Regions from separate parts of the Mus musculus genome. Here regions 1, 2, 3, 4 and 5 are each linked to region 6. Evidence: chromatin contacts called from public HiCAR-type and HiChIP or PLAC-seq data. All regions are on one chromosome and are shown on one strand. Each heading gives the region's core, a stretch centred on a gene start, on an enhancer-like site or on the middle of the called end of the contact. The rest is flanking DNA. Distances are from core to core; before and after follow the strand shown.

Evidence for each region. HiCAR-type assays count read pairs that join an accessible place to other places. HiChIP or PLAC-seq counts read pairs in DNA pulled down with a chosen protein or histone mark.
Region 1: a contact with region 6 is called in a HiCAR-type map of kidney, with 2.9 times the contacts expected there. The contact joins two enhancer-like sites. A contact is called at or near these places in 1 of 15 datasets of contacts at CTCF or cohesin (pro-B cells), 9 of 484 Hi-C or Micro-C datasets (cerebral cortex, embryonic fibroblasts, liver and 3 more), 17 of 115 datasets of contacts at active chromatin or transcription factors (acute myeloid leukemia, bone marrow-derived macrophages, craniofacial prominence and 14 more) and 1 of 9 other capture datasets (embryonic stem cells).
Region 2: an H3K27ac HiChIP or PLAC-seq map of large pre-B cells shows a contact between it and region 6, with 6 times the contacts expected there. The contact joins two enhancer-like sites. A contact is called at or near these places in 1 of 15 datasets of contacts at CTCF or cohesin (large pre-B cells), 3 of 484 Hi-C or Micro-C datasets (B cells, CD4 T cells and LSK cells) and 5 of 115 datasets of contacts at active chromatin or transcription factors (CD8 T cells, T-cell acute lymphoblastic leukemia, double positive thymocytes and 2 more).
Region 3: a contact with region 6 is called in an H3K27ac HiChIP or PLAC-seq map of double positive thymocytes, with 6 times the contacts expected there. The contact joins the promoter of Fli1 here to the enhancer-like site in region 6. A contact is called at or near these places in 7 of 39 promoter capture datasets (the C10 cell line, cranial neural crest, embryonic stem cells and 4 more), 2 of 484 Hi-C or Micro-C datasets (Th1 cells and regulatory T cells), 16 of 115 datasets of contacts at active chromatin or transcription factors (DN3 thymocytes, acute myeloid leukemia, astrocytes and 13 more) and 3 of 9 other capture datasets (adipose tissue, embryonic stem cells and liver).
Region 4: a contact with region 6 is called in an H3K27ac HiChIP or PLAC-seq map of double positive thymocytes, with 6 times the contacts expected there. The contact joins two enhancer-like sites. A contact is called at or near these places in 11 of 484 Hi-C or Micro-C datasets (CD4 T cells, CD8 T cells, double positive thymocytes and 1 more), 8 of 115 datasets of contacts at active chromatin or transcription factors (T-cell acute lymphoblastic leukemia, acute myeloid leukemia, bone marrow-derived macrophages and 5 more) and 1 of 9 other capture datasets (embryonic stem cells).
Region 5: a contact with region 6 is called in an H3K27ac HiChIP or PLAC-seq map of large pre-B cells, with 4 times the contacts expected there. The contact joins two enhancer-like sites. A contact is called at or near these places in 1 of 484 Hi-C or Micro-C datasets (bone marrow-derived macrophages), 9 of 115 datasets of contacts at active chromatin or transcription factors (the 230-238 cell line, bone marrow-derived macrophages, craniofacial prominence and 6 more) and 1 of 9 other capture datasets (embryonic stem cells).

What each region holds. Positions count from the first base shown.
Region 1 is chr9:32,655,820-32,660,098 of GRCm38.p6, reverse strand. All of the region lies in intron 2 of Ets1 (E26 avian leukemia oncogene 1, 5' domain), which reads right to left. Among named protein-coding and RNA genes, the nearest start is that of Ets1, 22 kb to the right of the region's middle. Within about 2 kb of position 2,733, at least 25 of the 459 cell types and tissues checked have an H3K27ac peak or open chromatin away from gene starts, as enhancers often do. A contact at or near this core is called in kidney and liver, where this site is marked.
Region 2 is chr9:32,470,671-32,475,051 of GRCm38.p6, reverse strand. All of the region lies in intron 2 of Fli1 (Friend leukemia integration 1), which reads left to right. Among named protein-coding and RNA genes, the nearest start is that of Gm22060, 26 kb to the right of the region's middle. Within about 2 kb of position 2,476, at least 14 of the 459 cell types and tissues checked have an H3K27ac peak or open chromatin away from gene starts, as enhancers often do.
Region 3 is chr9:32,538,638-32,542,828 of GRCm38.p6, reverse strand. Fli1 (Friend leukemia integration 1) reads left to right here and starts at 1,377. Exons shown (of 9, transcript NM_008026.5): 1 at 1,377-1,638. The coding sequence starts at 1,621.
Region 4 is chr9:32,502,613-32,507,224 of GRCm38.p6, reverse strand. All of the region lies in intron 1 of Fli1 (Friend leukemia integration 1), which reads left to right. Among named protein-coding and RNA genes, the nearest start is that of Fli1, 37 kb to the left of the region's middle. Within about 2 kb of position 2,959, at least 48 of the 459 cell types and tissues checked have an H3K27ac peak or open chromatin away from gene starts, as enhancers often do. A contact at or near this core is called in CD8 T cells, double positive thymocytes, regulatory T cells and 1 more, where this site is marked.
Region 5 is chr9:32,559,978-32,564,545 of GRCm38.p6, reverse strand. No RefSeq gene overlaps it. Among named protein-coding and RNA genes, the nearest start is that of Fli1, 21 kb to the right of the region's middle. Within about 2 kb of position 1,820, at least 72 of the 459 cell types and tissues checked have an H3K27ac peak or open chromatin away from gene starts, as enhancers often do.
Region 6 is chr9:32,937,547-32,942,103 of GRCm38.p6, reverse strand. No RefSeq gene overlaps it. Among named protein-coding and RNA genes, the nearest start is that of Gm27162, 11 kb to the right of the region's middle. Within about 2 kb of position 1,368, at least 264 of the 459 cell types and tissues checked have an H3K27ac peak or open chromatin away from gene starts, as enhancers often do. A contact at or near this core is called in CD8 T cells, DN3 thymocytes, Th1 cells and 13 more, where this site is marked.

The sequences.
Region 1 (4,279 bases), core at 1,484-3,983, 280 kb after region 6:
GAGAGGCAGGGTCAGCGGTTGTTGGTCGTTCAGCAGGGTAGATTGGAGTTTGTTAGTAGTCATGCTCAGAAAAAAAACAAAAGAAAAAGAAAAGAAATTGGACTCAGGAATCTCTCACTCTGTCTTTCTATCTGTCTGTCTCTCTGTCTCGGTCTCTGTCTCTCCCTCCCTTCTTCCCTGTCTTTTTTTTTCTCTCCTATCTAGTGGTAGAACCTGAAACCAGATAGATAAGGAGTGGGAGAAAAAGAACCCGCAAAGTAGCAAAGAAAGGTGGCAGGGAAGACTTTCTAGAGAAGGCAAACTAAGAGGAGAGCTATAGACTGGTTGATATTGAACATTGGTGAATGGCCAAGAAATCAAAAGGTAAAGAAGAAGGCAGGACCAAAGGTCAAAACAGACACAACAACTACAGAAAGAGGAACGAAACAAGGTTCGGGCAAGTCAGAGAAAGCTGGAGACTTTCTCTGATGGGGACAAACCTTGGAGAAAAGCACTGTCTTGGGTACCTGTAATGAGTGTGATAAGCACAAAATCAGACTGAAGGTACAACAAGCAAGGAGCAAGACATAAATACCAGAATATGAAGGTAGTCTATCTGACTTATTAACCCAATACATTCTAGACAGAATCATTTGATGGTGCTAAGTAGGACAGACTGGGCAGTAGAAGAAGGTGAAGAGGTGGGACAGTCAGTAAGAGTCCTATCAAGCTACATGGAGCTGAGGCAAGACCATAAATCTATACTACTGACCCAGGTATCATTTTTTATTTTCAAATTATTTAAATTAAACATTTATTTCCATAATAATTTTTAGCTGATTATGATTTTTAAAATTGCATCAAGATAAGTCTTCAGATTAATTGTGGAGTTTGGCTACCTACCTCACACGAAGCCTCATTAATCTGGCCTAATCCAGCTAGGAAGAAAGACATAGATTTGTGTCATCCCAGGGGTGAAGGTAGAAACAGAGGTGCAGCGTTCTAAAGGAAGGGTCAGCATGATTTCTTGAATGAGGCAAAGAAAGAAAAGAAATCCAAGATACATCGAGCGCTTGCTCTTGTACCGTGAAAATGCTGAGCTTCGGGGAATATGTAAGGAAGGGGAAAAACAATGTTGCTCTGGGCTGTGTTTAGACAGGGGGGTGGCAGAGCCACTCAGTAGAGCAGTCTCCAAGACAGGAAAGAGTGAAGTTAGAGCTGCTTACACAAAGACTCTAGTTTGAGCACAGATTCAGGGAGACCGGCAGGTAAAGCAAAAAGGGAAACCATAAAATATAGCTCTTTTGTCCTTTGTTTTTCTTGTCTCTATAAGAAAATGTCCAACAGAAACAACTCAAGGGTAGAAACTTTTTATTAGGCCTTGAAGTTTCACAAGGCCATAGTCTACCATATCAGGGATGGCAAAGTCAAACAGCTTGGTCTGAGGCACTGTAGTGCGCCACAGTGACTATAGCAGCTGATCAAGAACATAGAATGGAATAGGGATGTTCTAGCACTATTCTTAGTCACTTCTTGTGTCATCCAGGCCCCACCTCCTGAAGGCTCCATGGCTTTCAAAGTCATAACACAAGCTGGCCCACCAAGACTCTAAAACATGAGCCTGTGGGAGACAATTTAGATCCATAGGTCTGTAATGGTATGAGAAATGAGGGCATAAAAAAAAGAGGCAATAGGTAAACGTTATAGAAGAAAAATATAGTAATTGTATACAGTTGTGGTGGCCAACAGTGAGCTTAAACATGAGTAGTGGTTTCTAAGTGTCCACTAAGAAAGAATGGGAACAGGGAACCATGAATAATAGCCAAAGAATAATAGTTCTTGTAGTCTTTGCCATGTTCTATCATCCTTACTGTGAAGAACAATTCAGTGAGCATCTCTGCAGAGCAGCATAATGGGAGAGCATCCAGGAGCCTGTTACCTCAAAGTCCCACCTACATTAACTCTGGAATCCAGAAGACCAAAGACACAGCTTTATCACTACTTTGCTCTAAGGGTGGGCTAAATGTACTGGACATCTTCTCAGGGGACCAATCCACTCTTCTTACAATGAAAGGTCCCTGTCTGTGCTTCCTCTCTGCTTCATGCATCAGAGTCAGGTTCAGCTACTGTTCCTTCTAGCCTGCAGGCAGCTATGTCTCCAGAGCCACCATTTCCCCTCCCCTACTAGTCTTGCTACATCCCAAAGCCATTCTGTTTGTTCACAGTCCCCAAAGTCCCCCAGAATTGAAAAGAAAGAATAAGAGGATATTTTATAATACCAAATCAGAAACAGGTGGCCTCAGTGTATCTGTGTAAGTGTGGGAGCTTCTTCCAGTGCCTCTCCAGCTTTAGCCAAACAGCCTTCAGGTTGCAGGTGTTTGCTCAGTAACTGCCCCCTGCCTCTCCTTTCCCTGCGTCTGGATAGACACACTGCCTTTCCCTTGGTTGACTACTGAAGTCCAGGGTTTAGATTTAAGCCATAAACATAGATGGCCCAATAAACACTTCAAGATGTTTTTCAATCCAGAGTTACAGTAGAGTCAGCAGTGAGCAGGATGGACATTGTGATATGTCATCTAGGATAATTGGGTTATGTTCTGGGAATGTCAGACACTTGCATACTCTACCAGGAACACAGAGGCCTATAAAGCAGGATGCTTGTGTGTCAGCCCTGTTCTACCACCACAGAGCTGTATAACCTCTGGCCTGTCACTTGACCTCCCTAAGCTTTTGCTTCCGGAGGAGGAGAGCTTGATGATCTGCAAGTTCCTTGCCAACTCAAACTCTCCATTTTGCTGACCTGAACACATTCCTTCTCCTGACCTTGTAACTGGCAATCTTCAGATCAACTGCCCCTTGGGAGAGAAAAGCAAGTCCATTGGGCCAAAAGTTGTCAGAGTCAGAATGTGTGTTCATGGCAGTGTCCCTGTCACGTACTGAGCCTTCACACTGTGTCCTTATGCTTCCCAAAGGCACACTCAGTGTTTTCCTCCCATATAACCCACTATTCAGAAGGAAAAAGTGGGGCTTAGGCAGTTCCTGAGGTTGAGCAATTACTGAGTTCTCCTGCGGTGAAGATTATAAAATACTGCAATGCATAAGACATCCCACAGACTTCTAATAGATCCGGAAGTCTCTGGGTCTTACAAGATGCTGTGTAAGGCATCTTCCTTCTTCCTTTCTCGGACTGCCAAGCATGTCTATAGAATTCTTTGGGCAGTGCTAAGAAAGAATTCTTATCAGGCCGTGTTTGGCCTCAAAATAGTACAGGGACATAGAGCTGATTCCTGGACTTACTTTCTCTGTTGAGAATTGGGGAGGGAGGCACAGCCAATGTCTTCTGAGCTCTCCTGGGGGTGCCTGGGAAGGAGGGGGCACAAAATGGGGTGGTAATAGCCACCAGGAGAGGCAGGAACATACAAAATAGCAAAGTCCCAGGGGGCAATTTAATTTTAGACTCAAGGCCAGGAAATTCTTTTTAAAACAATGAGGAGTGATAGGCTTGGACCTTGGTGAAAGGGCAAGCTTGACCCTCTAAAGGCTCTGGGAAACAAAAAGAAGCAAGACAGAGGGCTGAGTGACAGAGGTGGTGTTCTTCGTGGGGAGCTGCTTTTGGCTTCCCTGCAGACCATAAGGCTTCCACTCACATCCGACGTTCACCGAGACCCAGTGCAACAGCGTGGGAATGGTGGAGTGTTAACAAGTCCCTGGAAGTCTGAAGACCTTACTGCCTTGTGGAGAGACATTTCTAGGTGAAATGGATATCAATTGTCAGCTTCGAATTCCTAGGGTCTCTCTGTTACCCCTCACTCAGCCAGAAGCCCTTAAACTTGTACCAGTACCCTCACGGGATGACAGTTTCAGGGACCCCATGGTGTGAGGAGTATGGTAATACTGATTTGCTATCTTGGGGTAGAATCCAGTCAGGAGAACATGGCAGCCAGGATAAATAACAGTTTTGCACTTTGCTCAGTGGTCTATGTAGAGAAATGTGGCTCTTTCTTAAGTCATGGGAAGCCAAGTTTTCATAAATAAGGTACATGAATAAAAGTTGGTTCTAAGTCTCCATATGCTACCAAATAGCTTTTTGAAAAATGAATAGGGCACACAACTTAAATCCTAGCACTCAGGAGGCAGAGGCAGGCCAATCTTTATGAGTCTGAGTCCTGTTTGGTCTACAAAGTGAATTCCAGATCCTACTTCAAAATAATAAATAAATAAAAACAAAATGAATACTGTAGTAAGGACTTGCTATGATTGAATACATTCCCACAATCTTTTGTTGTTGTCGTTGTTGTTG
Region 2 (4,381 bases), core at 1,227-3,726, 470 kb after region 6:
CCCTCCATGCAGAATGATGCTTATACCATGATTCCGGTCAGTCCATTCTCAGCAGAGTGTAGTTTATCAAACACTTGTATCTAGTCTTGTATCACTGCTCCCTACTAATCTAGAAGGCCAATATTCTCAACCTGTTACCGTATAGAAAGGAAGTCGAGAGAGGCTAAGCTGGCGCCAGCCCAGCCTTTCCGATTGCTTGGGCATCTTGCTGCCTCTCCCTCTCTGCCTGTGCGTCATGGTTCTGTACCACGATCCCATTCTGCCAGCACCCTCTGGTGATGAGGCCAGTTCAGAAAGGACTCCCAAGCTGCCTGCACCATCACAAGGTGTTCCTGATCCCTACTGAAAAATCTAGATGCTAATATTGGAGAGTCTATAGTCTTGATGTACCCTGTATCTAGTTATCATTGCCTGCCAAGCCCACAGTGTCTCTCCCAGCTGCCACAGAGACATCTGTGCTCCACTCTTCCCCTTCCCTGCCTGAGACCTATTCTCTCAACAGGCAACAGTGAAAGTCATCCATCCTTTCACAACAGTAACCTTCTTGCTCAAAAACCTTTAGCATCTCATGTCAGAATCTAAAGTCTTAGCTAAGTCCCAGATTCTCCCTGGCTCCTGCCTTCCTCTATGCCATCACACAAGACTCTAGCTGCTCCTGGAAACCATAGCACACCACTACCTTGGTTTATCTTCCCCAAGTCCCTTCTTTCTAAAACATTTCTTCTCCATTTATTCATACAACTCTCTCGGGTTTTTGCCCATATACCACCTCTTCAGAATCCCTGACACTCCCCGAATCTGAAAGAGCACCCTATCGCTCGCTCTCCCTGGTGGGTTATTCAAGTTGTCTTCTCCCTCACTAGAATATGGGCAGGGCTTTTGCTCACTGGGCAGGGTTCATGTGTTTCTTCAGGAAAAAGCTAAATGGGGGCACAGCAGAGCAGGCCAAAGTCAAGTTGCTTCTTCAAGGACATGCCATGTAGGTATGAGTTGAGTCTCCCTTACCTGAAACATTTGACATGTGTTTCAGGCTCTTTCAGATTTTAGCATGTTTGTTTGCACACAGTGTAACAGATATCTCAGTATGATAATGGCTGTTTTGTATGCACGTGTGCTCAGTGCCCAACAGTAAGACTATAGCCTGGTGCATTTGCATTGGGACTGTGGGCTCTCTTGTGCATCAGGTATGGAATTTTCCTTCTGTGGCCTCATGCTAGTACCCAAACCATATTTCAGATGGAGAATCCGAGGAACAGATGTCCATATGGGTGATCCCCAAGGTCACAATGCCCAGGCAGGACAGCCCAAGCTCTGCTGAGTTCACCCTGTACTTTTGAAGCATGGGTTCCCTTCTAACATATCTGTATCACTGAGCTACCTGTTCCCATCCCTGCCACCTGGGTACTGCTGGGCCCTCCAGGATGCTGTTTAAGAGCTAAGAGAATCCTTCAAGGAAAAAGACTCTGGATCCATTTCCAGGTCATGCCTAGCATTAGTCACCCAGACACTAGCTGGAAGAAGCCCGTGTAAGTATTCCCATAAGCTGGCTGAATATTTACCTGGCTTTGGGTGTACAGTCTCACCTACTGTGCTGAAGTAAAGATCTAGTGGAGTCTAGAGCCACCCAGGTAGGCATAGCCATGGTTTTCACCTAATCAATACCCTCAAAGCACGCACAATAAAGAGCCAGGATCAAAGACTTTCAGAAAGATGCTTTTATTTGGGATGAAACCATACCTAGCATTAACTTAGCATTATTTAACTATGTGAGAGAAATAACATGTAAAAACACCAGGCATGGTGGCATGCTCTGGTGATCCCAGCTGCTGAGGAGGCACACAGCTGGATCTCCTAGGCTCACTGGACAGACAGCCTGCTAGGCAAGCTGCAGATCTTATGCCACAAAAAGGTAAATGGTTTCTGAGAAACAAAACTCAAAGTTGTCCTTTGGTCTCCAGAGGTATGTACACCAGCATAGAACTGCATGCATATATTTATACACAAAATACAGAGACAGGCATAGAGACAGACAGGCAGACAGACAGACAGACAGACAGATTTAGAGAGACAGAGAAAAAAACAGGGGCAGAGACAGAGAAGCGGGTAAAGAGACAAAGAGGCAGAAGCAGAGGGCTAAAGAGGCAGAGAGAGAGAGAGAGAAGACAAATGAAATGAATACATAGATGTCAGTCTGTTTAAATTACTCATCCTGAACAGTGCAACTTTCTTATTTTCTGAGTAACACGGGACTTTGTTAGTTTTGTTAGTTGCATGATTTTAAGATACATATATACAATGTATTGGGATTCATAGATATATGCAGTGTATTGTGATTCTATTCGCCCATTACTCTCCCTTGCTTTCACTCCAAGACCCTTCTTTTACCAGCTCATCCCCCAGGCAGGAAACAACACTCCCCTCTGCAGCAACTAACAGTTAATATCTCCTTCAGATGGGGCAGTGTCTCATGAGCACTTCCTCTATCAGTGAAGGAAGTTGACGGGTTCAGTCTTCCACCAGTATCCATTGCTTCTGTGTCTCTGTGGTTGGAATGGCCATGTTTTATCTGTGGGTCAGCATTTTATGACACCCCTCCCCACTCCCAGCTCTTACATCACTTCATCTCTTCTTCTGCAGGGTTCTATAGGCTTAGGGTGTATATAATATAGATTTCCCAGTTAGGGCTGAGAGCTTATCGGTCACTTAGCCTCAGCATCTGATGAGGTATGAGTCTCGACACTATCTGTCACTCTCTGAAAGAAGCTTTCATGTTCTAGACTGAAAGGGATACTAGCCTATGGATATAAATATAAATATTCTGGAGACTTAGCAGCATGTCCATTTAGGGAAACAACAGCATTATGTTCTCATTGGGTCCAAGACTCCACCAGCCACAGGCTTTTTACCAGGTTTATGGTACCAGATGTGTATCTCCTCTCATGCAGTAGGCTTCCAATCACAGAGTGGCTGGCTACCCACCATATGGTCAAGCCACCGTTGTACCAGTGGATTTATAATGCCTGTCAAGTTGTATTGTGCAGCAAGCATGAGCACTGGTACACTTCCTCCTCTAGGAGCCTGCATAGAGCCTCTGGCACCACAAATGCCAGCCAGCAGGGAGAGGATTCCCAACTCAATCCCAACTATTTCTTTGTGTCTTGTGACCAAAATGTGTGTCATCTTCATCAATAGGGTCATACCTTCTATATCTGGTGGGTATCAAGAGTTGCATAGCATTTGATAATTTTCAGAAAGTCCAGTTATCATAACACAAAATGTAGAGGAGGGCCAATGGAGACGGTTCAGCAGAAGGTGCCTGACAGACACCATGCCTGACACCATGCCTGACGACCTCAGTTCTACCCCCACAGAGCCTACATGAAAGAATGAAAGAACCAACTTCTTCTAGTTGTCACCTGATTTCAATGCCCATGCCATGGCATGTACCCACGCATGTAGTTTGCTCAAGCACAGATGCACACAATACTATTTAAAATGTAGAGGAGGGTGTGTCAATGCTCCAAAGAAGAAAACAGAGCAGGGCAGACAACTTGGAAGTTCTTGGCTTATGGACCAGGTCTGTGGCACCCAGCACTCTGATGCAGTGGCCACTAACTAGCCCCATGTTGCTGAGCACTGGGACTGGAGCTACTCTATGAGTTAGATGTGCTATAATGTAATATGCACATTGGACCTAAAAGTCTTAGTATGATAAAATGTAAGATATCTTGGTGACTGTTGATTCTGCTGAAATAATAATCTTGTGGCTGTATTAAAATATTAATGCATTTATCATATTATCATATATAATATTTAATATATTTAATATGTATTTCTTATCAAAATATATTTAATATAATAATCAATAACATAATATATTGATATGTTATGTTAATGAATTTATTCAAATTCATTTCATCTTCTTAGATTTATTTATTTACTTATTTATTTATTGTGCGCCGGAGGAGTTCGGTGTGCAAATGTGTATGCGCTTCACGTGCATGCCTGATGCCTATAGAGGCCAGAAAAAGGCATCAGATAGATCCCCTGGAATGGAAGTTATGCATGGTTGAGAGTCACCATATGGCCCTCTGCAAGAACAAGAAGTGCTTTTAACTGCTGGGTAATAATATCTCTGGCTTCTCACTTTTTCAATTTTAAAAATACACCTACTAGTAAGGTGAAAGTGACCCTTGTGTCTCAAATATGTAACTCACAATCTACTTGGAGTGGACCGTGATGTAGCAGAACATTTCCGATTGCTCAGTGATTCACAGCACATCCCTACAAAGTTCTTTCAGAAGCATGGGTCTCTGGGTTCCTTCTTCACGCTTATTTACACTCCATAGATGTCCGTGTCTCTGGCAGGAAGGAAGTACTC
Region 3 (4,191 bases), core at 128-2,627, 400 kb after region 6:
GTGGACACCCTCTTGATTTTTTTTTCCTTTCCAATTTATTCGGATCTGCTCTGGAATTTTTCCCCTCTTTTCCCGGGAGGACTCTTAAATAATAGTGAGAAAGTCCACAGCGTGGTCTGAAGAGCGTGGAAAAAGGTAACCTGTTTTCAAAGTCTGGGAGATGGGAGTCAGGCCGCCAGCGCCGATACCCCAGAGAAGCCTTAACAAGAGAGCTCCTGGGTCCAGCAGGGGAGGCGCGGGGGATAGCAGAAAGAACCGAGCCGGTAAAGCGGGCCACGCCGCTGGTTGGGAATGACAGTCCCTAGCTTGGACCCTTAGACTGCCCGTTCTCATCCAAGGTGGGGTCTCTGCTGAGCCGCGGCTCGCCGCGCTCCTGGGTCCTGCTGCGTAGTGTGGAGGGCAAGCTCGCCCTGGTGTCAGTTCCTTGGGGGCTGCGATGGTATTGAAGAACTTGGGCCGTCGGGTCCTGATAGGTGAGAGAATTTAACTCAAAAAGCCTAGGTTGTGGCTGGTCTACCTCCTTAGCGGGCTGTGGAGCCCGGAGTCGAGGCGCGCCAAAGCATGGGCATCTCTCTGCTAACAAAGCTTGAGGTATTGAGCCCTTGACAGGTCAGGTCCGCGGGACCCAGAATTCGCTTTGAGCCTATCCGGAGACCAGCGCTTAGATGCAAAAACTCTCTTCGGCTCCTCTCTTTCTTTCTTTCTTTCTTTCTTTCTTTCTTTCTTTCTTTCTTTCTTTCTTTCTTTCTTCCTTCCTTCCTTCCTTCCTTCCTTCCTTCCTTCCTTCCTTCCTTCCTTTTTAAAAATAGTAGGTTTGCCTTGATCTGCATCCGAATCTCCCCTGGCGGTCAGCATCGCCAGGTTATCCCCTGTTCTAACAAACTCTTCCGCCGTCTTCCTCCCATCCCCAAAAAAGTTTGACTCCGGCTGGAAAAAGCATTAATGAATGTATCTGTGGGAAGAAACGGAAAGTGAATGAGTCAGGAGGGCCACCTTCGGCCAAAGGCCCAAGGGAAAGGAAAGAGGCCAGAGGCGTTTGGCTTTGGATTTGGGGGGAAGGTGATGGGGGAGTTGCAGACTTCAGGAATCAGGGAGCGGATACTGGGCGTGGACCCCGTCATTGTTCCTGGCCAGCTCTTATCTCCCAGGAGCAAGTATCCTGTGTGCGCAGTGCATGAATGTAACTGGGCATCCCGCGTATATTTATATAGCGAGTGATGCGAAAAGCAGGGCGAGGAGAGGACGAGGGGGTGTGGGGGAGGGAAGACAAGAGAGAGCAGAGAGTGGAGAGGGCGAGATGAGAGAGAGAGAGAGAGAGAGAGAGAGAGAGAGAGAGAGAGAGAGAGAGAGAGAGATAGGACTTCCTCCCCGATCGCAAAGTGAAGTCACTTCCCAAAATTAGCTGAAAAAAAGTTTCATCCGGTTAACTGTCTCTTTTTCGATCCGCTACAACAACAAACGTGCACAGGGGAGCGAGGGCAGGGCGCTCGCAGGGGGCACTCAGAGAGGGCCCAGGGCGCCAAAGAGGCCGCGCCGGGCTAATCTGAAGGGGCTACGAGGTCAGGCTGTAACCGGGTCAATGTGTGGAATATTGGGGGGCTCGGCTGCAGACTTGGCCAAATGGACGGGACTATTAAGGTAAGCGGCTGGGCAGTGGGCGCGGGGAGAGGGCCGACCGGGGCGGCGGGAGGGCTGGGCGCCGGGGTCCCGGAAGACGTGGCCGCTCTCCCTTCCTTCCGCGCCCCGGCTTCGCGCGGTCTCCTCCGGGTGGCGAGTCCCCCATTCCGAGGAGGCCGGCCAGCCTTCCCGCCCAGGGCGATCTACCCCTCACTCCTTGCGCCACTGTGGAATCCCGCAGGCTCCCACTGTGCCGCCCGAAGGGGCTGCGAGACCCGGCAGCTGAAACCTGGGGACCCGGGGCGCGGAGCAGAGTCTCGGGCGGGAGATCGCCGGGTCGGTTCCCACCCGGCACCCAGACGACCTGGCCCCGGCGCCAGGCACTAGTCTGGCGGCCAGCTTCCTCACGCCAGAGGCCGAGATCTGCGCGGGCAGGAGCAGCGTTCGCCTCTGGCTGGGGTCCCCCGACCCTCCGAGCGAGTTGGAGGAGTAGTTGCGGGAGGGCAAGGGGTGCAAGGGAGGGTGTCTGAGGATCCGGCTGAGCCGGCGGGTCCAGATGGAAGACCCTGTTTACTTGTCAGCCAGACCGGTTTCTCTTCCCCCCTTCTCACTGCTGCTGCCCGGCAGTTGCGGACGCCGGCTGCCTGGAGCTAACGGGCCCGCCTCGCAGTTCCTCGGGTTAGGAATCTCCTTGCTCTCCGGCTCCTCAGTGCCTCAGATCCCGCACACTGTGCGTGCGCCTGCTTTAGAGCAAGGGATCCAGGAGCTGTCCTCTCAGTAAGAATTAAACTCCTTCAACAGCTGTCCCCCTGCGGTGGCTGGTTCAGAGTCTATGGCCTGGGGCTTGCCGATTGCACCCCCACCCCCACCCGCCACCCGCGCCGGCCCAGCTTGGGTCTAGGTTGCAAAGTGCAGACCAGCAGACCTGTGAGTCTGGGTTCCCTGTCACGCTTCAGAAAGGCCGAGTGCTCCCTCCGAAAGGGGGAAGTAGGGCCAGGAGCAGAGACGAGGGACACCCCCTAACGTGACTAGCCTAAGAGGACTTAGGAGAATGAATGAGAGCAGACGTTAGCTTCAAGGCTGCATATCAAGCAGGAATTGCTCTGGAAAAACTATCAGGCTGGTGAGGTGGGGACTGGCAGAGCCGCCATTCTCCAGAACCCAGAGGAATCCACTTCCCTCTCATGGCTTGATGAAGAGGAGGTGAAGGTGTTGTTGGCTTTAGAGAATTTAACAGATTTTTATCTTCTGGGTGGGGTCAGAGTGTTTTTATTTTCTAAGAGTCTCTTCTCTCTCTCTCTCTCTCTCTCTCTCTCTCTCTCTCTCTCTCTCTCTCCCTCCCTCCCTCCCTCCCTCCCTCCCTCCTTCTCTCTCCCTCCCTCCTTCTCTGAAACATGCTGACTTAGGTAAAAGGCACCAACTGAAGGAACTCAAAGACAGATGAGATAGCCGATTGTAATGGGGTTTTAACACAACCACCTAGCCACAGGTTTTTCAAACCTGACTTGAGAGTGTTCCTAAGGGGTGTGCTCTGGAGACCTGACAGTGCAGGTCCCTGGGCCCTGCTTCTCTGCTTCCTGTTGGTATGTTCCTGCAAGTGCCTACATCCCTCAGGTTCAGTAACCAGATGGTCCTTCGAAAATCTTCACACCCCCATTCAGAACACTATCTACTCACAACCCCCCCCCCCAAACTCCCCTAGGTCCTAAAGGGTGGTAATGTGGCTCCAGAGGCTTAATGTGGACACTCTGAGAAGAAGTGAAGCAATATCTGCGCAGTGTTCAGACCTCTAAGCACAGGCCCTGAGCTCTGGAGGAAGCTGTGGTCTGTGTACCCAGGATGTGTTAACCCCACACTGTGCACAATGGGATGGGCATGACAGGCCTCAAGGGCAACCTTAGACCAGGAGGCTGCCACTCCATACCAAAGATGGGGGTCAGGGCTCTTTTAGGGTCAATAACTAACAGGAGCTCATGAGCCCCCCCCCCAGACCTCCCAAGGAATACCTTGTTTCTCACCTGGGAGACTTAACTCCAAGGCTACCTATAGATCAATCGCTTTTCAAGCCATCTTCTGGATACCAAAGGTTCTGGAAGATTGAGTCTTTCGTGTATCCTTTAGCCTTTTAGCTATGTAGAAGCCATAGGTTCTTGTTTATATGTGACCTTCTGATTTGGGGGGTCCTAGACCCCACTTACATGATGGTTTAATGCCATGCTTGGTGTAGATACTGAAAGGCACTGAATTGGAAGGAATGTCAACCAACTTGTGATCTTATTATATGAATTTACAGCTATAGGACATCTTTGACCTTCATAATCTTCATAAAAATCCCATGGGACTACTTTACACTGGTGTCCCAGTTGCTTGTGTACTAAACCACTATCCTGCCCTACATGGACAAAGGTCAGAGGATACTATCAATCAAATGTAAATCTGTAGATACAGACCTAGAGCACTTAGCTCGCCAGTTTGAACAGCCTGGGACAATCAGCACTGAGTGATTCTGGGATGTGATCTTATGCACCTGCCTGCATCTTCCTCAATCTCAATCTGAAAATACCTGTGGGTCTT
Region 4 (4,612 bases), core at 1,710-4,209, 440 kb after region 6:
AACACTGATATTTTGCTCACGTCATTTCTTCTATAACCGCAGTGCTTCTGTGGGAGTAAGCACCTGCCCCCAGCAAGTTCTACACCTTCTTCTTCTTGCTCATAGCCCTGGGCATCCTGGCAGATTTGCAGATGATCCAGATCCACTCCAGCTCTGCAGTGAAAGGAGCGATAGGAAAAGCAGAGTTGGGGGTAGACACCCAGGCAGTTCTGTCTTAGGATATCTTCCTTCAAGTCCGGGAAAGAGCGTGTGTCCTCAGTGTCCTCCTGTAGCAACAGGCATCTCCAACTACCAAGCACGCCTGCATTGCCTACGTTAGCCAGGAATATGACAAGCCATACATACAAAATAGGGACCTTCTACTAGTCCCCTAATTGTCACCCGGAGCTTGTCTGTGAGAGTAGCTGCCCACTAAGCCCTAGGGATAAAGGGAAAGAGAAGAGCCTACAGCTTCCCACAACCTCATCTCTGACCACCAGAGAACCCGCCCTTTAGCACGGAGTCTTCTCCTAGTGCTTGAGAGCCACACTGGGTCCATGCAGTGAGGATATGGCTGCCTGTGAACCTCCTGGTTCACGGAGAGTGGAAAAGCTCTTTCCTAAATCTTACTAGACAGTAGTTCGCATTTCCTCCGTGGGGACCTTATCTGCTAGTACATTAAGACCCCAACCCAGCTCTGCCAAGAGACTGTTATGCTCTGCGGCTCAAAGAAAAAAATGTAGGAGAGGAGTTGATTAACTGAGACCGGAAAAGAGCTTTTTCTATGTATAAACAATGAGCCCATGTTCCTGGCAGGTCAGGTGTCCTGATCTCTCTCCCAGGTGGGAGGGAAGAACTGCTGGCCGCGCTCCTCTCACGGCCCTGAGTTTAGGAACAGGATTTCCTCTGCACATTGTCAGAGAGCAGATAAAAATCTTAATCTCAGGCACACACAGCCGCAGGCCTTGGGGCCTGCCACTGTGTGCTTAGCTTTCAGAAGTGAGAACGAACAATGGCTTTGGGACTCAGTATATAAGTGGGGAAGGCAAAGAAAGAGACCAGGGTGGAAGCTAGCGGGATATACAAACTTGCTGTGGAAGATGCAGGGCCATCCAGAGGGTCCAACCTGCACACAAGGCTCAGAAAATCCTGGGTCCTCTTTTACTGTTTTTGGCTTTCTTGTACCAGGTACAAAGCACACTGGATAGAGGTCTTTACCATTTTGTTTGTTTTCTTTGTGTGTGTGTGTCTGTGTATCTGTGTAGTGGATGCACACTTGTGCAGATGCACTCGTGTGTGTGTGTGTGTGTGTGTGTTTGTGTGTGTGTGTGTGTGTGTGTGTGTGTGTGTGTGTGTGTGTTGGAGGTTAGCTTTGGGAATCTTACCTTTATCATGCTCCACCTTGTGAGCCAAGGTCTCACACTGAACTTGAAGCTTGCCTGCTATCCAGCCCCACACAGGTAGTCACCACCACTGCTGGCTTTTATGTGGGCACTGGGGTTCTAAATGCATGTCCCCATGCTTTCACAGCAAGCACTTTACCCACTGAGCCATCTGCTTCTCACGACTGCCCCACACTTTTTCTTAAAGTGCTCAAATAGAGGCACTCGCCTCTGCGCTGCAAATCGGGCTCTTAGGAAGAGCTTGGCATCTCAGCAGAACTCAGAAGCTGGGAAAAGTTTCAGTCTTATCCTCCCAAATGTTTGTGCTAAGAGCTCGCTCGCTCACTTATTTTCCCAACATGCATCCTGTGCCTTTTCAGAGTAGGAGGAGATGAGAATTTTAGAAGTCTCATTTATTATGTGGTGCTGTATCAGAAAGTGCTCTGCACACAATTTTGCCATTGCCACACTTAACTGCAAAATATTCCTTATGGGAACATACAGCTTATCCCTATTGAAGGAGTTGGCCAACCAAGTTAGCATGAGAAATTTTAGGGTGTATACATGTTGAAATGCAGACCCATTCTCCACAGGATCCCTCCATCCCTAACTCCATTTTGATGAGCGTGCACTAAGCACTCGCTGTGTGGCACTGTGCTATCTAAATGGTCTCTACTTATAGCATCTCCTTTTATCCTCAATATCCCACAGTCCTTGGGAAAAAATTCTTAAGTTCTTCAGGTGAGCAGTATGCATATGCAGACTAAAGCTCCGATGCCCACCTACATGAGTCAGTCCCTCCTCAATCTCACCATCCCTAAGCCTTGTTCCTGAGCTCATTGAGTAGAGAGGAGGCCTGAGTAAAGAGCCAACAAGAGAAGCTGAAGCCCTCTGCCAATACAGAGGACCTGCAGCAGATTCCAGGCTCCCGGCTGATTCACTGGCTTTCACAGCAGCAAAGAAGGGCTCTGTACACAGCGTAGGCCGAACTCAGAGGACTCAGATTTTCCTTCTGATGGTGCCTTAGGAAACAAAGGAAGTCTAGGGTTTGGGGTCACTGAAATCTCATTCTATGGACTTTCTGCTGCCGATGCCTATGGTAGGATCTCAAAGCCGCCAAACCAAGGGACATATAGCGGCTACACCAGGAAGAGGTGCATGAATTATTTGCCAGTGCAATGCATCAAGAAGAAACAAAGAATCTAATTAGTGTTTTTGGGGGGAGGACCCAGTTCAGAGAATGAATGTTTTTTCCAGAGGTACTGTGTAAAGAGGCTCATCCTCAATTGTCCTATTGTCATTTCCCACCTACTATGAACCTCCGATGAATGTATCCAGAAACCCTTTCGAGAGGAAAGTGGACAAGCCCTGTCACATGAAAGTGAAGATGCCAAGAAGGTCCAATGTCCCTCTTCCTTCCCAAGGGGAGGAACTCATTCCACACGTGCTGCTCAGGGAAAGAGGCCCTTGGGGGAAAGGAGGATGCTGTGTCCTTTCCAACCTAAGAAGTTCATCATCGGTGCAAAACAGCACCTTTGGATAAACACAATGTGGCTATATATACCCCTTGCCATTTCCTGTTGCTCTTGTAGCTCACGCAGGCTCGAAAGTAGGGTTAGCCTGTGACCAGAAGCCACATGGTGACATGCATATTAGCCCGTGCCCTCTGCTTCCTGCACTGCTCGACACTGGAGCCAGACTAATGCTTGTGCTTCCCTGGAGGGGAGGGAATCCTGGGAGTCAGGAGGCTTGCAAGTCTGCCCATCCGTTCCTTGTGCGCAAACTGCCTGGCTACAGATAGATCCAGGAGAGGGCCAGCACGCATGCCTGAAGAGTCGTGAGAGTGTAAAGTTTCCACCGCAAAGCAAAGGTCAAGTCGGAAGGGGTAGCTAGCAAAGTGAGCAGCCTTCTCGATTTTGTATTAAAGGGGGCAGCCTCAAGAGACATCTCACATAGTGAAGTTATGTGAAAAACTGCCTGGTAAAATTGAAGTTCGTGGCTGTGTGCTAGAAATCCACCATTCGACAAATAGCAACTGTGTGTGTGTGTGTGTTTACTTCAGTATCTCTTCTCATCTTAGGATTTCAGAATGTTTCAGTAGACATCTCACAGTGTAGTTTTGGAGTAGAGAAGAGTGGGTGGCAGGTGGGACTTCCACTTACTGAGGAGTGAGAAGGAGACATGAACACAGAAGCTTGTCCAGAAACCTGTTGCAAGCCAGGAAACGGGCAAAGATAAACATCTCCAGGCCCTCCCGTCTCCTTCTTCTCAGCCAGCCACTAACACTTTATTCCCGACCTCCCTTCCTCTCACTCGGGAGGACTGAAATCTTGGGTAGAACAACACAGGTGCTTGGTTTTCCCAGAACTGAGGGTGGAATCCAGGACCTTGAGCATCCCAGGCAAGCACTCTCCCCCTGAGCTTTGTGCACAACCAGAACCATGCATTCTGAACAAGTTTTTCAGGAAATCCTCATGACCATATAGAATCATTGTCTGAATCACACCGGCACCTTTTTCGGTCAGTCAAGTGCTTGCCTTGCAAACATAAGGATATGGGGTCCGTATTCAGAGCCACCACAAGGACGTCAGGTATGGTGGCATGTAAGTGTGACACCAGTGTCAGTGGTGCTGAGACAGACAAATGCCTGGGACCCACAAGGTGAGAGATCCTGTCTCAAAAAAAAATGTGGACAGCATCTGAGAACTGACCATACAGACACTGTGTAGTTCATTTATAGGGTAAGTGGCTATGGAGGGCTGCCTGTTGCCTAGGCATGATTCCAGGGTAGGATCTGCCTTTACAGAGTTACATGTAATGGGAGAGAGACACATATATCACACACACACACACACACACACACACACACACACACACACACACACACACGCACACACACACTCATTTCTAAGTGTGATACGTATTGTGCACTCCAAGAAGGAGAAGCAGGCTGAGTGTAATTTAGGTCGGAGGTTTTAGAAAAGTCCCCCTGAAGACAAGATGTTCACACCCAGATCCGTAAGATGAAGGGACGCGTATGCTTCATTGCTTCCAGCACATAACCAAAGCAAATTGTGATTCTAAGAACTGGCTAGCTAGCAAAAAGGAAAATCCAGTGATCTCTTGAGTTTGTGGTGCCCCTTTTGGCAGATCACGCTTCCTATTTCTAATAGAGATTTATGACAGGAAAAGCGACTTAAAAATAAGACCTGGGAAGGTAGAATCCCTCAATGACTTGTCACGAGGGTTCT
Region 5 (4,568 bases), core at 571-3,070, 380 kb after region 6:
GGTGTCCCGGGCAAGACCAGAGAGCTGCTGGGGCCTCAGCAATAGGGGTCCAGCTGAGAAGGTAAGGGGGAGAGGGAGGAGTCTTTTCAGCCACCTTTTACCTGCAGCTCACCACACTGGGCTGGAGAGCACCCAATCTAGTTAAGGTGTGTGTATCAACCCACCTCAGCTCGTTCGGGAGAGAGTTCTCCATCTTGTAAGCCTGTTCCTTCGCCAATAGAAAAACACCTGGCCAGCCTTCAGGATTTGGCTGAGTCCCAATTTGGGCCTCATCTTATGAATACTCCAGGACATTCCAAAGCTCCCTAGGTCAAGACAGTCTACACTATCCCTGATCAAGTAGTAGTGGGCTACAAAACAAAGTTCAATGATAGTCTTTGGCACATCTAAACTATGGTTTCTCAGCCTCAGCACCAGTGATGTTTGGGAATGCTCAGTTCTTAGCTGTTATGGGATATCCTTTGCATGAGAGGGCATGAGAGGAGAGCAGCAATCTTGGACTGCATTATCAGATGCTAACAGCGCATTGCCTCCTGGTGTGATGATAAAGACATAGCGGGGCAGAAGATCTTGGTCTAGACAGGTTAGAGAGCTTGCTTCTCACACAGAAGCTGTACCACCCCCAGAATCTGATATCAATTGTACACACACACACACACACACACACACACACACACACTCATGCATAAAAGCACACGCACACACACACACACACACTCATGCATAAAAGCACACACACACACTCATGCATAGAAGCACACACATGGGGGGGAGAGAGAAAAGAGACAGGAGAAAGAGGGGGAAAGAGAGGGGGAGGGAGAGAGAGAAAGAGAGAGAGAGACAGAGAGAGAGACACACAGAGAGAGACAGAGAGAGAGAAAGAGACAGAGAGAGAGAGAGAGAGAGAGATTTTAAACTATAAAGCAAGGATAGGGAGCTGGAGAGATGGCTCAGGCACTGAAGTATCTGCTGTGCAAGCATGAGGGACTGAGTTCATAGCCCCAGCCAGCACTCATTAAAAAGCCAGGCATAATGGAATGCCACTGTGATCCTGGTGCTGCCTGATGGGACAGACAGATCCCCAGAGTTCACTGGCCAGTCAGTCTAGCTGAACTGGTGAACCCCAGGTTCAGTGAGAAACCCTATCTTTAAAAAAAGTCAGAGAGCAATTGAGAAAGACACCTTGCACTGACTAACCACTGGCCTCCATGGGCACAGACACACAAACGTATGTACAACGGTACAATTTCACACACACACACAGTGAAGTTAGAAAGATGCTGACAGCTTGTCTTGTTTGTAAAAACTGCGATCCAGCAATTATTACAATCACTCCTGAGCCAAGTGTTTGTAGGAAGAGTGCACTTGCTCTGTGTAGGTTGCCAGATCGTACTTATGCCTGGAAAGAGGATAACACAGGAAGGAGGTGCACACCAGGCTGTAGAGAAGGATGGAAGGGGAACTCTGTCAGTGGACGGACAGCCTTCCAACCCTGTAAGTGTTTCAGACATGAGGCATATTGTTCCAGCTGAGGATGTTAGCAAGCCTTTGACTTGCTGAGTTGTGGGTGGTCTGACAGAACACTTACTAAGGAATTGAGGTCCACTGAGGATTCTGGGAGAATTGCAGGAACCATATTATATACCCCCCCCCCCCCAATGAGCAGTCCTGGAGAAATTGATCGAAAATAGCAGAAGCCACACTTCAGGGCAAAGGGAAGCAAAAGGCACGAGAACGGTAAGATGAAATGCCACACAGATGAATCCTGGTAAAACCGGCACTGTCCAAGCCAACCCCAGCCACGCCTCAGCAAGTCTTCTGTCATCTCATTGGCTCCATGTAACAGAAAGCACCTCTACACGCTCGGCTTGTCGTCTAACACATTTCGAGGAAGTTGGCTGGCCCTGTTTTTATGACAACTTCTCTTCTGAAACATCGTAAATCGCTAGCCCTTCCTCCAGGGTTGGATTTACTCTGTTTCCAGGGTTTAGCAGCAGCTGATCCTTGGCTACTACCTCATAATGGCCTGAAGATGTCTCCTGAGAGCAGAGCTGAAGAGCTGAGAAATCCCTGCTGGAAACAGGGAGTTTGCCTGTAGTCCACTTTCCCCATGCCTCCTGGTAAACGAAGGAGGGAGCCCAAAGATAAGCTCTTTTCCCATCGAGGAATATAAGAGATAGAAGCAACCCGTTCTGTCTCCTGATCATAGTCACCTCCCCTCCTAGGCTCCACAGAACAGTGTGGGACGCAGCAACTCCAAGAACTCCATGAACCTTCGGGGACCCCGCACCATGTTGCTCCTCCTCCTCCTCCTCCTCCTCCTCCTCCTCCTCCTCCTCCTCCTCCTCCTCCTGCTCCACATCCCTCGCCTTGTCAGGAATCTCCAAGCTCTCACCTGACTCACAGGTGATTCCGAGGATGCAATATCACTACACAGAAAGGACCAAGGTCCAACAAGGTTGATCTTGTCATGAAAATAAGTCACGTGCTACATCTCTCCCATATATATTCTTCCCAATGGCAGGCCAGCACCCATCTATTCAAGGGCACTCTCCCTCAATCGTCACGTCTGTATGTCTGTAGCTGCGGCCTAGAGAGACTCAAGACACCAGCTAAGCTTTTCACAAGCACAGTTCACAGAGCGAAGAGCAACAGCAAACCACAAAGAGCGTACAGGTCAGTGCAGCTCTCCCAGGCTCTCCTCGCCTCTGTGGGAAGGGCGTGCAGATCTTGGATTCTCCAGGTCCAGACTTAGGGAAGATGACCAACGGCCATCTAAGCAAGAGGCCGGGCCTAGCTCTACACATGTGCGCTCTAAGTTATGCGAACCCGAGCCTTCTGTTTCTGTTTATTTGTCTTGCCTTGTGTTGTTTTATTAACCAGAAACTTGAAAAGGAGGCCGTCTTTGTTGTGTTGCCATTTGGCAGAGGACAAGAGGCTACAGTAGCAAGCAGAGCCTAAACAATTTTTTTTTCTAAATCTGGATGAAAGTTCCCTCCAAAGAGAAAAACTATATCCGATTCCCTGTCTCCCACTGACCCTCGGAAGGACTCCCCACACCTTACCTTCAAAACACAGAACTCTAGCCAACGAAAACGGAAAAACACAAATTGTTGTACATAAAATGAAAGATCAGGGGTGCAGACAGGTCTGTGTCAACGGGGTATTTTTAGCCACTGGGGAATTTTTTTTCTTTCAAATCAAGTTTTAAGACATGACTTACTGCACATGGAACTGGGACTTGACCATCTACAACTATTTCTTCTCACTTTTGGCAGAATATCATATTTCCATTTAGAAGACTGTTACAACTGAGGATGGAGAGATGGAAAGATGACTTCATAATTGAGAGGTAGATGTGAATGACCAGATAGGACAGCCCATTAGCCAGCAGTGCCCTTAGGGCAAAGACACTGACTCCTATCCCTTCTGCTCCCATTTCTATGTACTGAGCCATTGGGTCCCTCCCCTAGGCCTTACACAGCATCCTCTGTTTGTGCATCACTTTGTCCTTCCCATTCCCAAGCTCAAAGCAAAAGACCTGAAGTGCCAAAAGAGCTTGCTGCAAGGCTCACAGCATTCCCAAGTCTTAACTGAAGGGTCTTTAGACAGAGGGTAGTAGTGGTGACAGATGGGTACTGGTCAGGACTCGGTCATCTCCCCCTCTGCCCTGTGCAAGGACAGGAGATGACTGCCATTCAATTTTCCCTCTACTTCCCTCAGCAGTTACGGGTGGCTAAGTCTCAACGATCAAGCTGTGGCAGTTAAAGGCAGGAAATGGAATTGGAGAAGACAGACTCAAACTCACCCACCATGGAAAGAGTGCAGGGTGCTTTGAGCTCTCCCAGGTCCCAAGGTCTCCAGCTGGATTTGTACCTGAGCGAATGTGCTCCAGTCAAATGGCCCAGTGTTTTCTAAACTGCCTCTGAGCCTGCATTCTCCCTGCCAGTCTATGCTATCCTAAACCTTTAAGGGTTGCTAAGTGACCTGTGCTCCCTGAAAAGCAGGCGCCCTGTGGTCAAGAGACACTCTACCCTTGCCTGATCCAGGGTGAGGTTGCCTCCTGAACACTTAGAAAGCTCTGAATTCAAACAGCTTTCCTTTCTCCTCACATTTTCCTCTCATGAAGGGATTCCCTCAGGAGACAGTCCTACAGGTGATGACACCTTTTTCCAGTTCCAAACAAGCCAGAGATCATTTGTAGCCAAAAGATGAACATTTGGAGCCCATAAAAGAGACAGGTTTTTTTTTTCCCTGTAATCGTTCAAAAAGTCATTGAGATGCAAACACTATACTAACATCATCCATTTTTAAGAGCACAGAGCATGGTTTATCCATTGGACAAAATGAATTCTGAAGGACAAACACAATTCGTGCCCCTCTCATGACTCTTTGTGTCCATGAACCCAAAGCTTTCGTGCATTAATATGCAGCCCCAGGGCATGACTGCCTTATCGGTTCGCCTAACTCGGTGACAGTGAGTCAGCAATCAATCAGTCACACATTCGGTTTTTCTGGTAAGTGAAAATTTATGAACCCAGCCCTTGTGTGTGTGTGTGTGTGGGGGG
Region 6 (4,557 bases), core at 119-2,618:
CATTGTACATAGCATGCACCCATTTGTTTGTTTGTTTGTTTGTTTATCGGTTCTGTTTTCTTGGGTCATGAGCATGTAAGACAGGCACTTTACATACTTAGCCATCTTCCCAGCCCACCACCCATGCCTTTGTTTTCTGTGGCTGCCAAGGCAAACAAGCCTATACATCCTGGAAAATCAGCACTAGAATGGTCCACCTTCAAGAATTAAATCATTTGATGTATACAGGCTGAGTAGGTGGGGTTGGGGGGGGTGAGCATTCCAGACTCCCCACCAGGGGTTGCTAGACATCAGATAAGTTCTGAAGAGAAATATGTGAAAATGGTAAATGAGAACAGAAAGACAGTCAAAGAAGAGACTGTTACCCTGGCAAGGCAAGCAGCCCTTCAGCAAAAGACCTCATAATGAACCATTGTGAGCTTAGCTGCAGTGTTTGTGAATGGAATGCTTTCTGTTGAATGAATGACTGCTGTTCCATAATTCACAAAGTCTGACTCAAAACAGCCCGGGAGGTATGAGCATGTCTTCAGTGTGCACCACACACGTTTCCCCTCTTATCACCCACAGTCACTTTGGTTTACTCTGTAGCTCAGACGTTAGTAAGCCACAGCCAGGTTATAGAAGAAATCCAGTCATTTATAACCAAACCAGATAACTGGAGGACTGAGCCCTCCTGACCACTGAAGATCCCTTCAATCAGGGTTCCTTTCCGTCAGCGAAATCTCAGGGCACTCGGTCTAGAAAAGTTAATTTGCATTTTTTTTCTCCAGTTTCCTTCTTGAAGCAGGCTCATCAAATTCATAAGGAAATATGATAAAACAGCCAATGATTTCAACTTGCAAAGACAGACACACTGCTCTGAGCTGCTAGCAGTATGTGGCTGTGTCTCTTACGTTTGCAAAGTCTCATGCTGCTCGCCACTGTGCCCACAAGCCCCTCCTCGGAATTTGTCCTCTCCAAAAGCAGCAGAATTGCTGACCCTAATTCTGAGACAAGATGCACAGTACACAGTGTTCCCTAACAGTGCGCATGCAGATTCTCTTCAGGGACTAGACTTAATGTAAACAGAGATATCCAGAAGTTACATTATAGCCTCATTCTTGAGATAAACTTCTGTTTAATCGCTGATCCTTCCCGGAATAAGAAAAAAAAGATGCAAATAAATTGTTTTACTATTCTTAAACTAATACTTAATCTTCATTTTCTTCCCATGCTGGGAACTCTGTCACAAAAGAGAGAGCGGAGAGCAGAGAGGAATTTAGGAACAAAGCGAAGAAAAACACTTTTTGTCCTGGTTCCCAACCAGTCTCCCAAGCCTGGATTTAGACATGTCTTCTCAATCGCGACGCTAGAGGGAGTCAAACCCAGGAATCTGAAATGATCTCCGGGGTTGAACAGCAAGGGCGGCTGTTACACCTTTCTCTTTAAACGAATGCTCCTTAGCTCAACTGCCCCAGAAAAACGCCCAATCTGGAGTGCCGTGCCTTGCTTACTCTGAGGTTACTATTTCTAAAAATAGTTTTCTGAAAAATCTCTCTAGTGGGCTGGGAAGCACGCAAGTGGAGTGTGGGACCCGGAAGTGCACGGTTCGGCTTCGGCAGGACCCTGCAGGCTGAGGGTGGGACTACAGAGCTAGCCAAGAGCAGCAAAAGGGGTCGTGCCCTAGACTGAGAGTGTGTATTGGGGTTTAAATAGGCTATTCTCACTAGTCCTTGAGGAAGCAAAGTATTGGCTGGGGGCTGGGAGCTGGGAGCCCCAGAAGTGAACACCATGTATCAGGTGGCTGTGATTCCAAGATTGCCCCCACTGCCCCACCGCACACAAACCACACAGAGCACTACACCTCTGCGAAGGGTCCAGTAGAAGCAGCCTCTAAATGATGTCATGGCAGATGAACGAGGTTTTACACACCTCCGCTGGTCTTCCAACCATTTAGTGTTTCAAGCGAGGCATGGGAGTTAGAGAGAATGCCAGATATGGTCCAAGATGGGAGGAGACAGATAAATCCAAGTTTGGGAACTCTATCCATTTTCTCTCTTCCGTCTCTGGTCACATTTGTAATTCCTAGGAGAATATTACCACTTATTTTTGAGCCACTTTCATTTTTGTTTGTATTTGCTCTAAAAAATCCCCTTAAGACCAAAAGCAAAGAACTTCTCTAGTGTTCTGTCCCTTTGGGGTATGTGTGTATGGGGGTGGGAAGTATTTTGAGCATTCTTTTTTGGATATCCCTAACCTGTACAAAGCAGGGACCTAGCCTTGTCTCCAGCTTTCTTCTGTCACCAGCTTAATGTTCCTCAACATCTTGAAGCCTGGAGGAGGATGTGGAGGGAGGTTCAACTTTAGCATTTAAGTCTTGGGTACAGGGCAGTTACACAAAACTCAAGAAGCCCAACTCGTTGCCTGAAACACAGACTCTAGGTTAGACCCAGAGCTATTCCGTCCTCTAGCAAACCTCCCAAGAAAGATATCGGAGGACAAGCCTGGTCTATTTCCTTGATCAATTCATGAGAGAATTTGGTCCGTGTAGATTCTGGGAGAGCCCACTGTCTGAACTTTCAGAATTATTGCTAAAAATGAATGTAGCCTGAGCAAGCCTTTATGCTAGGAATGTCAGTCTTGTCTATATACATCTTCTGAGGTTTGGTACCAGCTCAGTAACTGACTGCAAACAATGTAGTGAACTTTTCCAATCACACTCACCACCACCACCATCATCAAACAAGACTATCAGAGAAAATAATCTATCAGTCCCTTTTTGGTTTAAAAGTTCCATGGTTTCTGTCTCTCTCCAGAAATTTTTGAATTTTTCTATCTTCTGACCTAAAAGTCAGAAGAGAGAAGTCTAATTGCAAATACAAGCAAGCCCGAGGTGCTTAGCTGTATCGTGCAGGAGGAAGACATTTTAGAAGGAAACAAGTCTCATTTATTCTGCCTGATATGGTTATCTCTAAGGCTGGTGCCAATGCAAGCAAGATGAGGGTACAGAGGGAGGGGAGGGAGACACATTTCCAAATGTCAAATGTTTATCGAGGGCTTTGAACTCTGACAATCAAGGCTTCCGGTACCTTTGGTCTTTAGGTTTTTGAAGAGAAAGACGAGGCCAAATGAGAAGGAGAAAGTTGAAAATGTTCCTACATTATCATGTAGGTCTGAGGCAAAGATCGGGCCCATGATACCCAACTTACTTGCAACTAATCTGGGACTCTCCCCTTTCAATGACTTTTTAAAAAATATGCCTTGTTGTAACTCTGAACTGAATCTGAACTTCAGACCATGCGATTCTCCCATGTGGCTCTTATATAAAGATGGCACACTTAACATGAATTCTGCCAGCACAGGATGAGAGCATTCTGGAAGCTTCTATCTTCAGGGACAATATACCTGTTTGAAGGACATAAGTCACCTGAAGGAAATAACAATACAATTTGAGACTTTTTTTTAATGATGTAGGATAATGGTGTGTGCAGGGCAAGGCAAAAATTTATGAAGGTCAATCAGAGATAGACAATGCATCTCTAAACTATGATATAGGAAGGGTCATCACTGGAGTAGAAATGAATGTTAAGTACGTACACACACACACACACACACACACACACACACACACACATCTATGTAAAGTTTTTGAAGAAGGAACCAAGTTAGAAATCACATCTGCTTCATACCCTCTTCTACATGTGAAACTGAACTAGTCCATAACACCTACTGTCTCTCCCACATCTCCACAGTACAGGCCAGTATAAGCCCCTGCAAGTGCTTTCCAGTGTGAGCTCTGATCACTGAATATAGTACATCTTCAAGATGGCAAATCAGTTATAAATGAGGGCTCCTGGCTTTGTGAGCCTGGGAATGTCAACTACTTGAAGCAGTCAAGCAAATGTAGCTTTTCTGTTCAACCCAGCACCACATGTCTTTAGGCAGGGTCAAGAGCACCAGGTCCAGAGAACTTTTAATCCTGCAGTCACAGCCTGAAGTTATCTGGAACTTCTCCATCAAGTGTGCAAACTCAGAGGGTGTGACTGTGTAGGAGAAGAAGAGCCTGCACTCACAGAGAACCCTGGGATGTCACTGAGGCAGGGAAGCACACTGCATCACTGAGGCAGGGAAGCACACTGCATCACTGAGGCAGGGAAGCACACTGCATCACAGAAGAAAGCTTGCTGGGAACTGAGGAACTGAAGGAATTTGGGGAGGAAGGGCTGCAGTTGAGAGCAGCATGGGCTGTTGTTAAGTGTTTTGGTCTGCAACACCCACAATACCCCAGGATTCAAGGAAACTGGCTCTGCCAGACTCTGAGTGGGGAAAAGAAGATTCCTAAGCACTTCCCTTGGAAATCACCTCTGAATGAGGGCCGGGCTCTTCTAGAATCAGCACTTCCACTCGTGTGCACTGTGTAGGTAAGAGGTGAAGTGTGGGCCTGATGGAAAACACAGAAGAGACCACCTGTGGCTATTCCTCTACAGCATGTGCTAATCAGCCAACTGGACTACACGCCAGTGTCCCATCCTGTACATTTACAAAGACATCTCCTTCCTGTAGACAGGAACAGAAAGC